6 separate regions of the Mus musculus genome follow, and regions 2, 3, 4, 5 and 6 are each linked to region 1. A link is a contact called in public promoter capture Hi-C data. All regions are on one chromosome and are shown on one strand. Each heading gives the region's core, a stretch centred on a gene start, on an enhancer-like site or on the middle of the called end of the contact. The rest is flanking DNA. Distances are from core to core; before and after follow the strand shown. Region 1 holds the start of Pmvk (phosphomevalonate kinase). Region 2 holds the start of Prcc (papillary renal cell carcinoma (translocation-associated)). Region 3 holds the start of Gpatch4 (G patch domain containing 4). Region 4 holds the start of Iqgap3 (IQ motif containing GTPase activating protein 3). Region 5 holds the start of Tmem79 (transmembrane protein 79). Region 6 holds the start of Pmf1 (polyamine-modulated factor 1).

Region 1 (3,038 bases), core at 170-2,669:
GAAGTTCTGATTTCTTTTGAGTGAGGGCTTAGTGAGCAGGAGGCCACAAGTGACTTCACCCTATATAGGCTTCGTTGGCCTGGTGAGAGCCAGCTTTCGGTGGGACCCAGAGAAATATTTATTGCACAGAGGTGGGACAATGTGCTGACTTACAAACTGTGAAATCACAGTGCTTAAAACAAACAGTCTGCTGTGAGTGGATACTTTAAAGTTTACAAAGTATTTTGTTGTACAGTTCTGCTTTCCTCTGTTTACCAAGCCTCTCACTTCCTTCTCTTTATTTTATTTTATTTTATTTTATTTTATTTTATGGCCCAGGCTGGCCTGGAATTTGTCTGCTTCCATTTCCAGTGCTGGCTGGCACTTGCCACTAAACCTAGTTTATTCAGTGCTGGCCCTCAAACCTAGGCTTAGGCAGAGGCTCTATCAACAGACAGACATCCTCAGTTCTGGCGATCCTCCCCGGTCCACTCTTTCTGTACCTGACCACTCCTGTTCTTTATTTTAAAATGATTTATGTGTTTTGCCCGTATGTCTGTGTACCTCGTGCATGCAGTTCCCACAGAGGCTAAGGGAGGGCTTTAGGTCCTCTGGAACTGCAGTTCCAGCTGGTTATGAGCGGCTAGGTGGGTGTTCAGCAAGGGCAGCCAGTGCTCTTAGCTGCGGAGTCATCTCTTCGCCGAAGCCTCTTTCGAATACGCAAAGAAATGATTTTCCTAAGAGTTTCTTTACGTTTCACTTTGGTTTTCACAAGACTTTGCAGTCTTATACACTGGAGGCAGTCATAGGCTGCAGGCTTTATTTTGATAAGCTTAGAAAAATGTAGGACAGCAATTTATATCTACAGATAACAGTAAGTAGGTGTCAGAACACTCTTAGTTTTGCCTCTCAACTTCTGGCTGGATGTTGGTCTCCGGAGGAAATTGGGTAATCTTGTTCAGAGTGGCGTCAAAACTCCTTAACCTAAGTTACTAATGTCACCAATGTTCTTTTTCGAGATTCTGAAAAGCTTTGGAGAGGAGTATGCGGCTAAAGAAAAGATCACTTAGTTCCAGCTGGAGGCTTCAGCAGTTACAAAACCTTTTCAACAGTGAAATAGCATACTGTTCATTAAACCCCTCCCTCGCTATGACGTCAAGAAACACACCCTATCATGTCATTGTCTGGTTACTTCTTTGGAAAGAGCTATTTTTAGTGCGGGGCAAACACATATTTGCTTTAGAGCATGAGTTATAACGTACAAATTAAAAGGCAGATTTGAAAATGCCTTCAACATTACTATTTTTCTTTATCTTTATGTTTGGCCGGTTGTGTAGAAGGGAACTTGAGGCTAGTCTTTCCAGCGTCACTCTCGGCTCACCTTGTCAGCCGAGAAGGCGGGGCCATGACGTCACATCTGGGCGGGCGTGGACTGTTCTAAGTGCGTGCTGCGCAGGGGGGGGAGGGCGGGGGGGGGCGGGAAAGGTACTTAGATACTAGGCTGCAAGGCTCTTTCCCTTCCAGTTTCTACGCCCATTCTCTGCGCGCTGGTTTCGATGTGGGCTGTGTAGTGTGGAGAAGGAGTGGGATCCCTCCTCCTTTTTGCTTCTACTGAGCGGGTCCACTTCGTGCTTGGCTGCATTTCAGGGGTCCGAAGTGTCAGCTTTAGGCCTGGTGAAGCTTGGTGGCACCATGGCCCCGCTCGGAGCCTCCCCGCGTCTGGTGCTGCTGTTTAGCGGGAAGAGAAAATCCGGGAAGGACTTCGTGACCGAGAGGCTGAAGAGCAGGTGTCCGCGGGTGCAGGGAAACCGAGGAAGGGCGCTACCGCAAGTGATGGAGGGCTTTATGGAGGGAGCTCGTGGAGGGCAAGGAGGGACAGGATGACAGGGCAGGGGAAGGCAGACCCTCACGGTCAGTAAAACAGCAGCCTGCACAAATCTCCCTCAAAGAACTAGGGGACTGCCACTGCAGATCTATGAAGATGTAGCTCTGCCTTCAAGAAACATGAATTACTACTATTACTATGCTGGCACCTTCAACGTGCCATTCCTGTTTGATGATTGTGGTCTGAGGTAACTGGCCTAGATAAGGAGACTAACAAGACTGTAAAGGTTTTTTTTCAAGACCACGTCCTGAGTGTGTCTGCTGCAAAGAGAATCTGCCCAGAACACCCTGCAATGGCAGGAATTTATGGAATATTCTATGCCAGGTGTTGTGCGTCTATATCATCTCATTTAACCTATTTAGCTTCTTTACCAAATAGTGGTATTAGCAATCCCATGTCACAGATGCAGAAGCAGGGGCCCTTAGGAGCTAAAACCTGGTGTGTGTGTGTGTGTCTCTGTGTGTGTGTGTCTGTGTGTGTGTGTGTCTGTGTGTGTGTCTCTGTGTGTGTGTGTCTCTGTGTGTGTGTGTGTGTGTGTGTGTGGTCCAGCAGCAGGGAGAGCTCATACATGTAGGAGTTCAAGGCCAGAGTGGACAACATGGTGAATTTTTAGTATTAAAATTTTTAAATTTGCTAGGGTTATAAAGTAGCAAACTCAGGATTTAAATTCAGCTTGGCCTGCCTGGAGACACCGTTCACTCACTCTGCCCTGCCTGGAAACACCATTCACTCATTCTGTCCTTCCTTTCTAGATATTTATTTTCAAAGATGTGTTTATGTGATGGGTGTGGGTTTGTGCCTTGGTGTGTGCGAGTGTTCTTGGAAGCCAGAAGAGGGCAGGTGATCCCCAGAACTGGAGTTACAGATGGTTGTGAGCCTTCATGTGGGTGCTGGGAATAGAGCCTTGGTCTGTAAGAAGAGCAGCACTGGGATTAAAGGCATGTGCCACCACACTTGGCCCATCTTCAGCTTTTAAGAAAGCATGGTTCTCGGGGTTGAGCTAAGACTGTCAGGCTTCTGAGGCTCGCCTTTCCCCCAGCCTTTTATTTTTCTTAAGTGATAAGAAAATATTCTAGGAAACACTGTTTTTTGTTTTCTTCTGGAAACTTGGGCTGGGAAAGCAGAGAAGGGGGAGAGAGAATGCTGGGGCTCCTCTCCAAGGGCAAGGTGGTCA
Region 2 (3,038 bases), core at 198-2,697, 1.6 Mb before region 1:
ATTCCTCAAAATAAACAATGGAAACAGGGCTGGGTTTTGTAGCTCAGTGGAAGAGCATTTACCTACTATGTGTGAGGGAGGCTACAAGTCCAACTCCCATTGTGTGTGGGGGTGAGGGAGAGGCAATACTCAATTTCTTATACCAGGGATAGTGTAATACACTTTTTAATCCAGCACTTGGACTCTGAGACAAGAGGATCACAAGTTGAAGCCCAAGCTGAGCTACACAGTGATTCAAGAAAAGCCTGGGTTACAATACTAGAACCATGTCAAAATAAGTAAACATTCCATCTCTTCTCTAACTCCACTCATGTCCTTTACCTCCTTCCAGCCTTCTTATTTTAGAGATGGGGCAAAGGATAAGGCTGGTCCTGGATGTTCAACAGGAGCACTTTAGTCCCACCAGCTGTCACTTCAGGCGCCACTTTTAACCTGCCCTCAATATGGGAAGAGAAGCCAACTGAGATAAAGATGCTGAAAGGGAAAGAATTGTCTCCATGCATGCGCCTTAAGCCTGTCAGTACCAAGGATACCACGCATCCCTTTCTGCAAGGAAGTCCCAGGTTCCAGAATGCCTCATGGCCAATACCCTAACTCCCCAAAGCAGGCAAGTTCAGGTGAATTTAACCGCCTTCTAAGAGGATTCCAGCGGCTCGGAGTCAACGGATGCGTTTGTCGAGCTCCATTATGGTTACAAGTCCCTCCTACCCCTAAACTCCAGCCCAATGGGACTTGAGGTGCCCCCCCCCTCCATACTCACATCGCCCTTCTGCAGCTCCGGCGCCGCTATCCTAACCGGTTCGGTTCTCTTCTTTGGCTTGGGAAGGCCCAAGGGGGGTCCGACACCGCCCACAGCTGGGGGCAGACTGAGCCCAGGGCCTTGAGGCGATGGCAGCCCCAGCCCCTCTCCAACTCCCGCAGCTTCAGCAGGGCTCACTCCTGCAGGTGGCGGGAAGCCGCCCAGGCCAAAGGGCAGCGGCGGAGGCGGCTGCAGTCTGGGGTCTCCGGTGGGCGGGGGCAGCAGGAGCGGCGGGGGGAAGGCTGGGGCCAGCATCTGGGGGGGCGGGGGCAGCAAGGCCGGGCCTTTGGGTGCAGGAAGAGAAGCGAACAGGCCTCCTAAAGTGGGCCCTGGCATAGGAGCCGCCACATCCTCTTCCTCCGGCTCCGGCTCCGGCTCCGGCTCATCCGGCTCACTATCGTCGCTGCTGGCATAAGCAACCAGAGACATGGCGCCTCCCGCCTTTGGGACGCCCTTGCTGGCAGACTAGGCCTACTTGAGACCCGGGATGTCCCGGCGGCCTAGTAGGCCCTACCAGCGGGCAAGGCGGGGAACCGAAAAGCGCCTCCTGCTCCGTGCTCTAGAACTATCCCCGGCAGGAACCCATGGCTAGGGTTGATTTCCACCGAGTAAGAATTCCCGCTACACTTAAGCTCCTAGCACCAAGCAACTACACACACCTAATGGCCGCCGAGTCACTCCGCCTACTACTCACCTCACAGACTTAAGAACTACAATTCCCAGAGAAGACTTTAGCAACAACCCCATTCTCTACCTCCGGGAACTCAGTGCAAAGCATGGCGGGAATTGCAGTCTAAAGGTGGCGTAAAGGGTGCGCAGAAAGACTGAGCGAAAGCTTCCTCTGATGCAGTGATTCCTGGGATTCGTAGTTTGTTTGTTTGTTTGTTGTTGTGTGTCCTTTCAAGTCCTATGTTACTACAAGCCCCATGGATCAGCGCGGTAGCACGTAAGCATTTAGAGCATTTCGGTACTTGAAGTTCCTCAGAGCAGCTAAGGATTATGGGAGCTGTGGTACCCTTAGAAACTGCAAGTGTTGTCGGGAAAGTGATGAAGTCTGGGAAAGTAAATAGCTTAAAGGGAAAGTTACCTGTAAATAAAACAGTGATGCTTCCGAGTCGACCTGGGTGTTAGAACAAAGCACCCCAAGAAAAGACAAAGCTCTAGGGTACGTTATAAAATTAAGATTGCGAAGCCAGAAAGAAAACGAGGCCGCAGGCATCTGAGAGCATGGCAAGGGTGGTGTCATGCACCTTGAATCCCAGCACTAGGAAGTCAGACGCGGGCGGAGATCTGTGAGTTCGAGGCCAGCCTAGACTATGAAGTGAGGTCCAGGACAGCCAAGGTGACACAGAAAATCCTGTCTCTGTCTCACAGAAAAAAAAAAAAAAAAAAAAAAAAAAAAAAAAAAAAAAGAGTCAGTGCTCTTAACCAATGAATACACCAGTATACATCTAGTAACAGTACACACCTCCCATGAACGCTATCCCCATGAGTGTGGGGACTTGGGCTCCTTCCTCAGCAACTAGTGAGAAGCACGGGAAACTAGGGCAAGGTATTGGAGAATTGGAGATTAATCACTTTACCTCAGTAAAAGGACAGACTATGGCCCGGTACACTTCCAAGTTCTTAGGGGTTGATCACCTGTGCCCACCCTACAGTGCATGTGTCTTTGGCATTCATTTCTTGGCTGGATGTGCTGTCTTCTCGGCCTTTGCGTATGGCCCTCATATCCACCCACTTTTACTGCAGGCTTTTTCACATACTGCCCGTCTATGATGACGTGCTGTGCAACTGCTCTTCCCTGGCTCCCTGTGATTCTGGATCACTTCTGTCACCCTCTAACTGAGGGCCCTCTACTTGCCATGTCCTTTATACATGAACCCATCTCTCTGTGGGTACCTCCCTGCTCCTAAGAGCAGAAAACCTTTGAGGTCAGCCAACAACGAAAGAGCTGCTAGAGTTTGGCAGGGAGGAGGCTAAAGAACGTGGAAAGGGTGCTTTGAGCGAAGGATGAGGATTGTAAAGACTGTGAAAGGATGTGGCTCTTCCTCACCAGCCTCCTCGCCATGTGTCTGAACATTTGGCTTCATACACAAACTTATACCACCTTCTCTAGACATCTGCTTAAATCTCCCAGAATAACTTGTATACACCTGTGTTTAAACTATACTGAGTTTAGGCAGCTCAACATTACAGTGCTTAGCTAGCATGCACGTATGTACATGATTCAGAATTTGAC
Region 3 (3,038 bases), core at 291-2,790, 1.4 Mb before region 1:
GGCCTTGGCAGAGGATGTGTGTGTCTCCCATGATTAAGCTCTGCTCAATGTGGAATTCCAGTCTCCTCCTGGCTGCCTGCAGAAGGCAGTCCCTGTCTCCTGCCTTTGGATTAAGATGTAGAACTCTCAGCTCCTCCAGCACCATGTCTGCCTGCAGGCTGCCATGCCTCCCACCACGATGATAATGAACTGAACCTCTGAAATTGTAATCCAGCCCCAATTAAATTTTTTTTCCTTAGAAGAGTTGCCTTGGTCATGTTGTTCCTTCACAACAATTAAGACACTATCCTAATATGGGCCTCACACAAATGATACACAGATGTGACCAGATAACTCTTTTGTTACAAAAGACTCCCGTTCTCTTGACATGGTCAGGGTAGTAGGATGATTTTCAGAATTCACCCATTGCATCTCTGTTTCTGCTATCATGGGTTTTGTTTTGTTTTGTTCTGTTTTGCTTTTTTAAAGATTCATTTTTAATTATGTGTTTCTGTGAGTGGGCCTGTGTATATGTTTATAGATACCAGCAGAGGCCATGGGTCCCCAGGAGTTGGAGTTTACAGGTACCTGTGAATACCCAACATGGATACTGTGCATCTTTTTTTGTTGTTGTTTTTGTTTTGTTTTGTTTTTCGAGACAGGGTTTCTCTGTATAGCCGTGGCTGTCCTGGAACTCACTTTGTAGACCAGGCTGGCCTCGAACTCAGAAATCCGTCTGCCTCTGCCTCCCGAGTGCTGGGATTAAAGGCATGTGTCACCACCCAACATGGATACTGGTAACTAGACTTGGATGCTCTTGAAGATCCCCCACTGTAATTTCTTTTCTTTTTAATTAATTGTTAAGGATGTAATTTTATATGTGTGTGTGCGTTGCCTGCATGTATGCATCTGCAGTTCAGAAGTTAGAAGGTGTTGGATCCTCTGGAATCCATATGGGTGCTGGGAACTCAATCTGAAACACTCTTAATGGGTTAGCTATCTCTTCTGCCCTCAGTGTATTTTCTTTATTATATCCTTTGCCGTAATTGCGTTCTAGATAACAAGCAAATGGCTATTCCCATATGGGGAGGCAATATGAAACGCTCTTTTCCCTTGTTTTTGGGCGGCCGGCCGGCCGCAGAAGCCTACAACTGCTGGTGGGAATGGTGTACTTGCAGCTCCGGTGCCCTGGACCCCTTTTCGTCTCCTCTTCTTGGAGCAAGTCTACATGCTCCTCCAAGTTAAGGGTCGAGTCTTAAGTGTTCTTGTGTTCCCAGTACGAAAGGGACAAGGTAGTGTGCAACCAGTGCTGATCCCGCTACGCAGAGCCTGAGTGTCCTTGCCTCAAGGGAGGCACTAACTCCGGAAAGCTCAGGATAGGGTCGGGGGTGGGGGTGGGGGTGGGGGACCCGAAACAGAGGTTAGGGCGGCGCATTGGCTTCCAACAACTGCAGGAAGGAAACTAGCACCCAGCCTGGAACTCAGTTTCCGTGGCAAACATCCAGGGGAGTGGCTACTGTCAGGACGTCTCTATGGTTTCTGCATCCTAGAAGGGCCAAAGTTCACTTCCGGGAAGATGGCTGCACCCAAGTCGGGTGTCACACGTGCTTCCACGGAGAGGACTGTACACTGACGGTAAGGAGCTTGCTTTCCCCAGGGGCGGGAGCAAGGGCGAAGATCGGAGAGTAGTTCCACCCTGCTGACTCTGTGGCTGCGGGGCTTGGATTTATAACCGGAGGAAAAGGCGGCGGCTGGTCCTCTAGGCTGCTGCAAACGGGTGGCTCTGGACATCCCTGGAAACTGGCTGGAAAGGAGACCGCGTCTCAGTGTACTTGCAGCCTTCGCAGATCAGGCTGCGTCTGCCCACGCCGGCCCATTGCAAGTGCGTTAAAAAACGATTCCTACTGTGTCACTCATTTCAGTCCAGAAACGCTGAACGATTCTCAAGGGCTGGGAAATAAAGCTTGCCTCCGCCTTCCGGGAAGTGTGGTTTTGAATTACTGTGATGAGAAATAGAATGTGGGGAAGGCTTACAGCAGAAGAAAGAAGCTGTAAAGGTACAAAGCAGTGAGTTGCTCATGAAATGCTTCACTACCAATCCTGGATCCACTACTTGCCAGTTGTTTGGTGTTCGAATTAGCAGTGTTCGATTTCTTCTTTGTAAATTAAGGCTAAGTAATACCTTCTTATAAGATGTTGGCAGGCATCAATGAGACAATCCATGTGAAGCAGTTAATAGCAGGTTCGTGGTGAGTCAATGCACTACAAGTGTGGGGTATGATTATTCTTACTGTTAAAATAGTCAGAAATAATTTGGTATTTATAATAAGTGGTATTTGCATGGTGACCTCAGCATCTAAATTTTACTTCTGTTTCCATTTCAAGAAGCAAGGTAGCACCTGGGAGAGAGGCAGGCCAGTGTAACCCAGGCTAGCCAGGCTAATTAGTAAGCCCTCAAAAACAAAAAAAATCCAAGAAGACCACTTCTTTTTTTTTTTTAATTTTTTTTTAATTAGGTATTTTCCTCGTTTACATTTTCAATGCTATCCCAAAGGTCCCCCATATCCACCCCCCCCAATTCCCTACCCACCCACTCCCCCTTTTTGGCCCTGGCGTTCCCCTGTACTGGGACATCTAAAGTTGGCAAGTCCAATGGGCCTCTCTTTCCAGTGATGGCCGACTAGGCCATCTTTTGATGCATATGCAGCTAGAGACAAGAGCTCCGGAGTACTGCTTAGTTCATATTGTTGTTCCACCTATAGGGTTGCAGATCCCTTTAGCTCCTTGGGTAATATCTCTAGCTCCTGCATTGGGGGCCGTGTGATCCATCCAATAGCTGACTGTGAGCATCCACTTCTGTGTTTGCTAGGCCCCGGCATAGTCTCACAAGAGAGAGCTATATCTGGGTCCTTTCAGCAAAATTTTGCTAGTGTGTGCAATGGTGTCAGCGTTTGGAAGCTGATTATGGGATGGATCCCTGCATATGGCAATCACTAGATGGTTCATCTTTTTGTCACAGCTCCAAATTTTGTCTCTGTAGCTCCTTCCATGGGTGTTTT
Region 4 (3,038 bases), core at 200-2,699, 1.4 Mb before region 1:
TAAATAAAGAATCCAAGGCCAGATGGATTCACAGACGAATTCTACCAGACACTCAAAGAGGATCTATAGCCAGTCCTTCACTATTACAAAAAAGAAAAAAGAAAAAAAAAGAGCTTGCCTGTGAGAGATTATCTTGGCCATGTTAATTGATTAGGTAGACCCTTTTTAATTGTGGGTGGGGCCATTCCCTGGACAGGGGACCCTGGAGTATACAAAATGGAGAAAAGGAGCAATTTCATATATGTGTATAAAGTGTTGTCATATTTATTCCTCATATTGTGTCATTTGAAATATTTCTGTATAGAAGGAATATTATCTCTATAAATAATCTTCACATTGACTTTGTTAGTTGTGTAGGAAGTCTTTTGTTTGTTGTTTGTTTTTCAAGACCCTGTTTCTCTGTGTAGCCCTGACTGTCCTGAAACTTGCTCTGTGGACCAGAGTTGGCCTCAAACTCACAGAGATCTTCCTGCCTCTGCCTCCCCTAGTATTAAAAGAATGTGCCACTCCAGGAGAAGTTTTTTTTTTTTTTCTTTTAAAGATTTATTTATTTATTTATTTATTTATTATATGTAAGTACATTGTAGCTGCCTTCAGACACACCAGAAGAGGGCATCAGATCTCATTATGGATGGTTGTGAGCCACCATGTGGTTGGTGGCTCAGAAGAGCAGTCAGTGCTCTTAACTGCTGAGCCATCTCTCTTTTTTTTTAAAATGACTTATTTAGTTACTTTTATTTTATGTGCATTGGTGTTTTGCCTGCATGTATGTTTGTGTGAGGATGTCGGACCCCCTGAGGCTGTAGTTGGGACAGTTGTAAGCTATTATATGGATGCGGGGAATTGAACCCGAATTCTCTGGAAAAGCAGCCCGTGGTCTTAACCGCTGATCCATCTCTCCAGCCCCAACCCTTAGCTGGCGATTTCAACCAGACTCCATGGTGGCGGGACCTCCTTTCCCTTCCCACACCCTTTTAATTAATCTGTTTTTCTGTCCTGCTCAAGATCAGCTGAAGCCTTCACTAGGAAGGTCTCTGCCTCCACTGCAGTGGATCTTTCCCTCTGTGCGGCATAGACCTCCAAGCTTTTGACTGTGCTATCTGTTGTTGCTGTAACAGCACTAGTCTAGAACATGTATATCCCTGCATTTGTCATCTAGTTCAGAGTAAAACACCAAATAGCACACAGGGAGGCCCAGGAATTCTATAGGAAGTAGGACAGGTTAGTGAAAGGAAGGGCAGCTGCAAGGACTATTTGTTAAAAAGCCAGATGAGCAGCGGGGCCTTAGAGAAAGCAAATCAAGAAACTGACCTAAGCTAGCTCACGATCTCTAAGAGGAACTACAAAACCCAGGGTTCCCTGCGGCACGAACGGGAAGCGTCCCATCCCGGCGTGACCGCAGTGAGGGGTGGTGTCCCAGCGGCGGGAGATTCAAAACTGGCAGGAGAAGGAACATGGAGCCGTGCGCGGCAGGCCGAGCTCGGACAGCCTGTGAGTGCGGGAAGGATCTGAGGGTGGAGCGGGGTGCTGCTGGCGGGGCTTGGTTTTCGCGGGATTGGCTGCCCGGAGCACTGCTCCCCCGGGAATTCGCCGAAGTGTGCTCCAGGTAACTGAGCTGCAAACCCTTCAAAGGGCGCACTCCCTTTTTCCCAGTTTCTGGGGCTCCAGGGTGGAGGAGTCTAGATGATCTAAATGGCCCCTTAAAACTCAGCAGTTACTGTATTTGCCAAAAAGTGCCACGGGACGGGATTCCGCATTGAGACGCTGCCTCCCAAATGACTTGACGCCTGATCACCTGGACGCTTTTTTAAAATGCAGAACCCGGAGGGCCGGTTTGGCAGCGCACTCCAGTAATTCCAACAGTTGCAAAGTGGAGGCCGAAGGTCAAAAGTTCATGGTCATTGTTAGCTACATAGTATAGAGAGGACAGCCTGGGCTACCTGAAACATGGTAACTCGGGCTGAGAAAAACTCGGGTTGGTGGGGAGGGTGGAAAGGATTCCACCTGACCATCTGAATGAAAAACAATGTCCATCCACCTCATGAAGGAACGGAAGCTCCAGGAAACCTGTTTGTTTGTTTGTTTGTTTGTTTTTGAGACACTCTGGTATGTGGGCGTGTGTGCAGGCAGGAGGCTAGCGCCTCCCTTGCTCAAGGCCCCTCCCATTCCACCTCGCTGAGTTCCCAATTCATAACTCTGAGGTGATGTCACTCACTTACTGGTTTATTTTCCATGCTTCAACAACCAACTCTTGTTCCTTTGTAAACTCCCTCAGAGCAATCAGGGGATTTTTCTGCTGTTGGCCAGCACTTTCAAATCTGTATTTGGAAGCGTGTGTCTGTTGAACTGCCAATTCAAATAAGCCCAGCCCTTCCTGAAGTCATACTGCAGGATATCCAAGATGAGGAAATGGGATAAGGAATAAAAATGACTGGAGTGCCCAGTCAAAGACAGAGAGACCATGCTGTCTCTTGCGTATTCTCTGAGCTCGGTTGTTCGTTGCTCCTGTGCGCAGCTGTCCCGTGTTTATGTTTATAGTGTGTTCCCCATGAAAAACATAGAGAGGTAGTAAGACTGTGGCTAAGGCAAAATAGGAGTACTCCGTAGCCCAGAAAGGTCTGGCATGAATGAATGACTGCGCTAATGGTTGATGATGTCAGCCATGCTCCCAAGGATGACAGTGAAGGGGGTTCATGAGAAAGATGGGAAGATGACTGGCTGCATAGGAGACAAGGAAATGTCTCTGGTACAGAAGGCTGCAGGATGCTCCCTGATAATGGGTACACTGGGAAGAACTGGGGCACGGAGAGGGTTTCTGTGCTCTGAGGGGACTGCTGAGGGAATATGTTCAGAGCTGAGGTCCCTGTCTTGGTTTTTGGTTTTTTTATGATCCATTTTTATTTATTTTTTATTTTTTGGTTTTTCGAGACAGGGTTTCTCTGTGTAGTCCTGGAACTCACTCTGTAGACCAGGCTGGCCTCAAATTCTTGTCTCTGAAGATTTTTTTTTCTTTCTTTTTTTGTTGAGACAGGGTTTCA
Region 5 (3,038 bases), core at 197-2,696, 1.1 Mb before region 1:
AAGGCGTATGCTCCGTACAGCAGACAGGGGAAGAAGATGAGGGCCGCCACCACCGAGGCGACAGCTCTCAGTGCCTCACGACCTCCACAGCTTCCACAGCCCCCGCAGGACCGGCCAGGGGGTCTCACCACGGCCTCAGCCCACTTGCGCTCTGGGGGCTCAGGGTGGCTGAGTCGAGCTGGCAGGAAATTCCTGAGCTCGCCTGGTCCAGCGTCGCGATGCAGGATGCGCTCCTCCTGTGGCTTCCGCTCGATGCACTGTAGATCAATGGGCACGAAGGCCCTAACTGTCTTCTCGGGGAGCAGGTTGGCATCCTCTTTGAATGGCTCCTCCGACTTAGTAGGTGCCTCTGACTCTAGGGGCTCTGGTTCAATATCTCGCCAGCCCGGGGGATCCGGAAGTGGGGCGCTAGGATGGGGGTCAGTTCCCCAGGGTAAAGTGGCAGCCTCACTTATTGTGCTGTCTGGACCATCCTCAGGCCCCTCTCTGACTATAGGAGACCCTACTGAAGACCCCACTCTGAGCGACTCAGTTCCAGGGGACTCAGTCCCACCTTCTTCCTCTGACTGCAGGACTAAAGCCTGCGGTGGGCTCTTCTCTGGAGTCTCGGGTTCCTTCATGTCCAGCAGGGCCAGTGTCTCCGGTTCTGTCATTGTGAGGCTTCAGTTCCGAGGGCTACCACAGAACGATGTCATCCTATAGGCAGTGGGAGAAGTTCTGTGAGAATACCTAGTCTTCTGGCCCCAGGACAGTTTCTCAGACCTAGAACTCCCCAGAGAAGCTGGCCTCATGGGACTCTAGGGAGAACACTGTGGGGAGGAAGGTGTTGAAACAGAGAGGCGGGCGGGCAGCAGAGGAGCGAAATGGAGGATCCCTTTCAAAATAAATGTCATCCAGCAGGACAAGGGTGAGTCAGGGGGCACAAGCAGAGGCAGGTGTGGCCTGTCTATACCCACACCTGCCTTCTACTCTCTCCACTAAAACTCCCGGATTTTTGGCCACCCTGGCTTTGGAATGGGAGGCTGAGGTGTCTAGGACTAGGCGGAGTTTCTCTACAGCCAAGGGTCACCCTATAGATAGAGAAATTGGCCCTTCCCCCTTCCTTCCACCTGCCCTTTGACCTGCAGGTCCCTCCAGGAACTCGACACCAGATCTCGGTTCCTCAGTCTCCATTCCAGGAGTCGGTCATTTTCTGAACTCTCCCATTGCCAGTCTCACCCGATTCAGCTGGGCTGGGCTCCACTCAGACTCCCAGCTCTAGTGTGGCCGTTCCCAAGCCTTCCTCTTGTTTCCTCCCCTGCCACCCTCCAGCTCACAGCTTCTGGATTGGGCTCCCTTCGTTCACCTCTTGGGCCCCTCCTACCCCTGCCCTTTGGATCCATGATACCCTCTTACTTTCCATCTGCAAAGAGGCGGAGGATCTCCGGAAAGGAGCTGCCTAGCTCCTGGCTGGCTCTGCAAGTATTTCCCAGTTTCCCTCCCTTGCCTGTGTCTCCAAACCTGTCTGACCAGAGCGGGTGGGGCCCAGATTAAAGGCGCAGGCCCTGCCCTACAGAATCTGCCTACTGGAAGGACTCTACAGGAGGACGTCATCCTTTTTGAAAGTAAGGGTGCAGCTGGGCACAGAGGTGTGGACTTAATGTATTCTGGGATCTGTAAGAGCTTCCAGCTCAGGGAAGCATCAGGGTATAAAAGTGGGTTTGTGTATCAAAGGGTGCTCAGAGTAAATTGGCTAAAAGATGACACTGCAAGTTTGTTCATCCAGTAAATGTTTATTGGGTATCTATTATTAATGAGGCGCTATTTCTGTGGTGGTACAAGCCTTTAATCCCAGCACATGAGGCAGAGGCAGGCAGATTTCTGAGTCTGAAGCCAGGCTGGTCCAGCAGCCAGAGTTATGTAGAGACTCTCTCTCTCTCTCTCTCTCTCTCTCTCACACACACACACACACACACACACACACACACACTCCAACAAACAAAAAAAGTGCTAGTCTAGGCACATGTACAGAAAAGAACAAAGTGACAAGGTTTCTAGCTGTTCAGGTAACCAACATTAAAGTTCACACCAAATCAGTAGTAGAATTTCAGTAGTGAGAGCCTCTTTAGGGTGACTGAAGCTGAAACCCAGTGGAAGTTCCCTGTAGAGGAACAGCGCAGCCAACAGATGGAAAAAGACTTGAGGCAGTTTGAGGAATAGAAAGGAGACTTGGTGGCTGGAGCCAGGAGCATAGTGGTATATACATTGCCATTATAATGTGGAGAGAGAGAGAGAGAGAGAACCCCAAAGATCCGCCTTATAGTTAGGAAAACAATAGGGCTGACAAGATGGCTCACCAAGCCTGACTACCTGAGTCTGATTCCCCAGAGAACCACACTTTTAAAAGAAAACTGACTCTCCCAAGTTCTCTGGCCACGTGTATGTTGTATGCATGCACCCACAAAATATAAATAAATAACTCTCTCGGGAAGAATTCCTTTAAAAAACAAGCAACTTCAGGAGCCACCCCTCAGGCGCGCTGGGATTTTGGCAGCTGACTTGACCTTGTGCATGCCGATCTCCACAACCTCCGGATCTTAAAATCTTTTCGCTGCCCCTCTTCTGCAACGATGTCTGATTCAATGATAGCTGGCCCATTCGTTTTATTATTTTATGCACTTTGGCGTTTTGCCTCTAAACATGTCTGTATGAGGGTTTCGGACCCCCTGGAGCTGGAGTTTCAGATGGTTGTGAGCTGCCATGTGGGTAGTCACTTCTCCAGCACCTAGCTGTCCCATGGCGAGCTTTGCACTCTACGGTCTCTTTTCTTTTCCCCTGGAAACTTAATTTTTTTAAATTCATTTTATTTTGGGGGCTAGGGAGCGTGACACGGAGCTCGCGTGTGAAGTTCAGGCCAACCTGCTGGAGTCAATTCACCTTATACCATGCGGGCTCCAGGGGTCGGGCTCAGGTTGGCCGCAAGCGCCTTTAGCCGCTGAGTCATCTCGCCAGCGCGCTCTTTTTAAACTTGAGACAGGGTCTCTGCACGTAGCAGGGTG
Region 6 (3,038 bases), core at 251-2,750, 1.0 Mb before region 1:
CTGGGCTCCACTAATACCACCAACCCAGTCTCTTCTGGCAGGTTCAAATGTCACAAGACACAGAAAAGGAATCCCTTGCTTGCTGCAGCTAAAGAGAAAGACTGTTTCAGAAGGTCCAGGAGACTGCCAGGACCAAAAAAAAAAAGATTTCGCTTTTGGAGAGACAAGGCAGGGGAGTGCAGATAGCAGGGCCATGTGCGACTGCATCTTTATATTGTGAAACCTAAGATTGGCACTTCTGGCAGTTGGGCCTTAGCCAGGCCAACGAAAAGGACAGCAGGGCAAGAATTTGAGGTCCACCTGAAGCCAGCATGTCCAGTCTTCCTCTAGTCACTGTGGAAGTCACTAGAGCTCTGCTGGCTGGAGCGGGAAGGCATGGGAGGTGGCGAGCACTGAGCCTATAGTCTTTTTTTTTTGAGACAAGGTTTCTCTGTAGCCCTGGCTGTCCTGGAACTCACTCTGTAGACCAGGCTGGCCTCAAATTCAGAAATCCGCCTGCCTCTCCCTCCCAAGTGCTGGGGTTAAAGGCTTGCGCCACCACTGCCCGGCTAACATTCCTTTTTTTAAAATGTTAATTTGATTCGGTCATGTTTATGTCTAGGTATTTTGCCTGCACGTATGTATTTGCACCATGTACATGCTTAATGCCCACCAGAATAGTGTCAGATCCCCTGGAAGTGGAGTTACAAGTGGGTGTGAACCACCATGTAGGTGCGCTGCAAGATCTGCAAGATCAACGAGTGCTCTTACCACTGAGCCCAGGACATTCCTGGTTATGAGGCCTGGCACACCAGCCTGTAAGGACAGCCACTCATTTCTGAGTTCGAGACCAGCTTGGTCTACAGAGTGAGTTCCAGGACAGCCAGGGCTACAGAGAAATCCTTTCTCAAAAAAAAAAAAAAAAAAAGACTGCAAGCTCAGTGCTTGCCACCTCCCGCGCGCTCCAGCCAGCAGAGCTCTGCGCTCATCTGGCGCCCTGGCGCGTTAGGTCTACGTAAGCAGATGACCTCTGGGGAAGGACGTCGGCTGCCCTAAGGCTGCCGCGGGCCCCAGGCTGCTGCCTTGCGGGACGGTGGAGAAGACAGCAACTGCAATCCGACCTTCCCTCTACTCCTCCGCAAACCGCGGCGAGAGGTTTCAGGGGAGCAGCCCTGCTCCACCGCGGCGGGTCGCCCACGTGACTGCGCCAAGCGTATCTCGCGGGACTTACGATCCTGCGACAGACCTCCCGCCACCTCTCCCCATTGGTCGCCACCTACCTCCTGTCGGCGACTAGCTTCTGGAGGAAAGTGTCTACTATGGCGTCCAGGAGTTTCACCCTGGGGATGGTCGCGTCCCCTGGCACAGCTTCCGGAGAGGAGCCCTCAGGCCCCCTTTCCGCAGCCTCGCTATCTCGGCTCACCTCAGCCATGTTGAAATTGAACCGCCAAAATAAACTGGCCCTGCAGCTCCTCCCAACAGGACCTCCGATTGGAGGCCGCGGAATGCCCGTCACGGAGCCGGATGGGGCGGGGCAGTGGCCGAGGACGAGGAATTAGTTCTCAGCTCCGGGGGGAGGGAGGGGGGGAAGGGCAGAAAACAAAACCCAAAAGCCAGAGTTTAGGGGCTCAATAAAAACTTTTAATTACATTTCAAAGATCTCATACAGTGCAACAGTGAATATTCGCAGCTAATCTCCTCGAGTCCATTTCTAGCTAATGCTGAATGTGCATTCTTTCCCATGTGCCTCTATCCAGCCCTCCTGTCTTGCCGAGTTTCTAATTTGTGTGTTGACCAATGGGTCAACATTTCTAGCTGTTTTGGTCTCCAGTTTTGGAAAAATGGCCGCCCACTGGCTCATCTTCACCAAGGCCAATCCCAGACCCTGACCTTGGGAGAGTAGGAGTTCCGACACGGGGGTGCCTTTTACCTTTATATCCAAGGTCCTTTCAAACACAAGGGGAAAGAAGGAAAGGGAGATAGGACAAGAAAGGGAGAGGCTTAAACACCGGACAAGAAAAGTCGGGAAGGAGTAACCTAAGGTATGAAAGGTGGGAGGAACCTATGTCCACACTCTGCCCCGTTAGGAAAGACCAAAGAGCAGAGCTGTCCAATCACAAAGGTCTTGATAGTGAAAGCCTGAGAGGGGCCCTTGCTCCACTGTATTGATAGGTCTTAAGGTAGAGGTGAGGAGCGAAAGGATTTAAAATGATCTGTGGGCTTCACCCTTCAGATGACTATGGGCAAGATTGAAGGGCTCTCTCAATAAAGTGCAGGAAGTGGGGCCTGGCGGCGTCCTGTAAACCTGGAACTTAGGAGGTGGAGGAAGATGAAGAGTTCTAGGCTACCCTCTGCTACATAATGAATTCAAACCCAGCCTGGGATATATGAGACCCTGTCTCAAAAAACAAACCAAAATGCTGAGACATTAGTAGAGGGCTCAGAAGGAAACAAATACAGACTACAGCGAGTAGTAGGAGGTGTGTGTGTGGAGACTGGGTCAAGTCAGGATGGAAGAATGTGGAGCAGCCGTGAGAAACATGAAGGCTTCAGTTAGCACCTTCCAATTTGGCACCATGGCATTTCCCAAGCATCTCCCAGGCTGAAGAGCAAGATCTGCCTGCTTTCTTCCCTCCCATTCCTGGATGTGCCTCTCTGCCACCAACACAGGCTCAGTAGAGGCAGGGAAGAGGGACGCTCCTGAGGAAAGCATCAATGGTTTTGGCAGTAAGAGGCTGGTAACCAGGTGGACCTGGCCTTGGGTGCCTTCCTGACTGTATTTTTTTTTTTTTTCTGTTGCCAGCACAGGGTACCATGACTGGGATGATACTTCACAACCAAGGACAAGAAAAAAAAGGATAGTTCATATTCCAGAGTCCCACTGTGAGACACCTGTTGCTATTCATCTGGGTGGCAGGTGTGCCTGTGGCACTGCTGCCTCGGGCTCAGAACCTCCGTTGTACCTCCAGGGCTTGGCTCAGCTGGCCTGAGGAGATAAGAGTGAGGAACACACATCCAAGCCAGTGGCTCTTTCCCAACCTGGCTTCAGGGCAAAGTTC

What was found. Promoter capture Hi-C pulls out the DNA fragments that hold promoters and counts their contacts.
Region 2: a promoter capture Hi-C map of pre-B cells shows a contact between it and region 1, with 4 times the contacts expected there. The contact joins the promoter of Prcc here to the promoter of Pmvk in region 1. A contact is called at or near these places in 1 of 39 promoter capture datasets (pre-B cells) and 1 of 9 other capture datasets (adipose tissue).
Region 3: a contact with region 1 is called in a promoter capture Hi-C map of erythroid cells, with 4 times the contacts expected there. The contact joins the promoter of Gpatch4 here to the promoter of Pmvk in region 1. A contact is called at or near these places in 3 of 39 promoter capture datasets (erythroid cells and liver).
Region 4: a contact with region 1 is called in a promoter capture Hi-C map of erythroid cells, with 4 times the contacts expected there. The contact joins the promoter of Iqgap3 here to the promoter of Pmvk in region 1. A contact is called at or near these places in 3 of 39 promoter capture datasets (erythroid cells and liver).
Region 5: a contact with region 1 is called in a promoter capture Hi-C map of pre-B cells, with 2.3 times the contacts expected there. The contact joins the promoter of Tmem79 here to the promoter of Pmvk in region 1. A contact is called at or near these places in 3 of 39 promoter capture datasets (liver and pre-B cells) and 1 of 9 other capture datasets (liver).
Region 6: a promoter capture Hi-C map of liver shows a contact between it and region 1, with 2.3 times the contacts expected there. The contact joins the promoter of Pmf1 here to the promoter of Pmvk in region 1. A contact is called at or near these places in 2 of 39 promoter capture datasets (liver and pre-B cells).

The regions. Positions count from the first base shown.
Region 1 is chr3:89,457,699-89,460,736 of GRCm38.p6, forward strand. Pmvk (phosphomevalonate kinase) reads left to right here and starts at 1,420. Exons shown (of 5, transcript NM_026784.3): 1 at 1,420-1,766. The coding sequence starts at 1,672.
Region 2 is chr3:87,884,115-87,887,152 of GRCm38.p6, forward strand. Prcc (papillary renal cell carcinoma (translocation-associated)) reads right to left here and starts at 1,448. Exons shown (of 7, transcript NM_033573.2): 1 at 761-1,448. The coding sequence starts at 1,228.
Region 3 is chr3:88,041,566-88,044,603 of GRCm38.p6, forward strand. Gpatch4 (G patch domain containing 4) reads left to right here and starts at 1,541. Exons shown (of 8, transcript NM_001110809.2): 1 at 1,541-1,614.
Region 4 is chr3:88,080,602-88,083,639 of GRCm38.p6, forward strand. Iqgap3 (IQ motif containing GTPase activating protein 3) reads left to right here and starts at 1,450. Exons shown (of 38, transcript NM_001033484.1): 1 at 1,450-1,491. The coding sequence starts at 1,455.
Region 5 is chr3:88,332,987-88,336,024 of GRCm38.p6, forward strand. It overlaps Tmem79 (transmembrane protein 79), which reads right to left and starts at 1,447. Exons shown (of 4, transcript NM_024246.5): 1 at 1,396-1,447; 2 at 1-696. The coding sequence starts at 653.
Region 6 is chr3:88,408,897-88,411,934 of GRCm38.p6, forward strand. Pmf1 (polyamine-modulated factor 1) reads right to left here and starts at 1,501. Exons shown (of 5, transcript NM_025928.4): 1 at 1,260-1,501. The coding sequence starts at 1,411. Slc25a44 (solute carrier family 25, member 44) reads right to left here. Exons shown (of 4, transcript NM_178696.5): 4 at 1,598-3,038.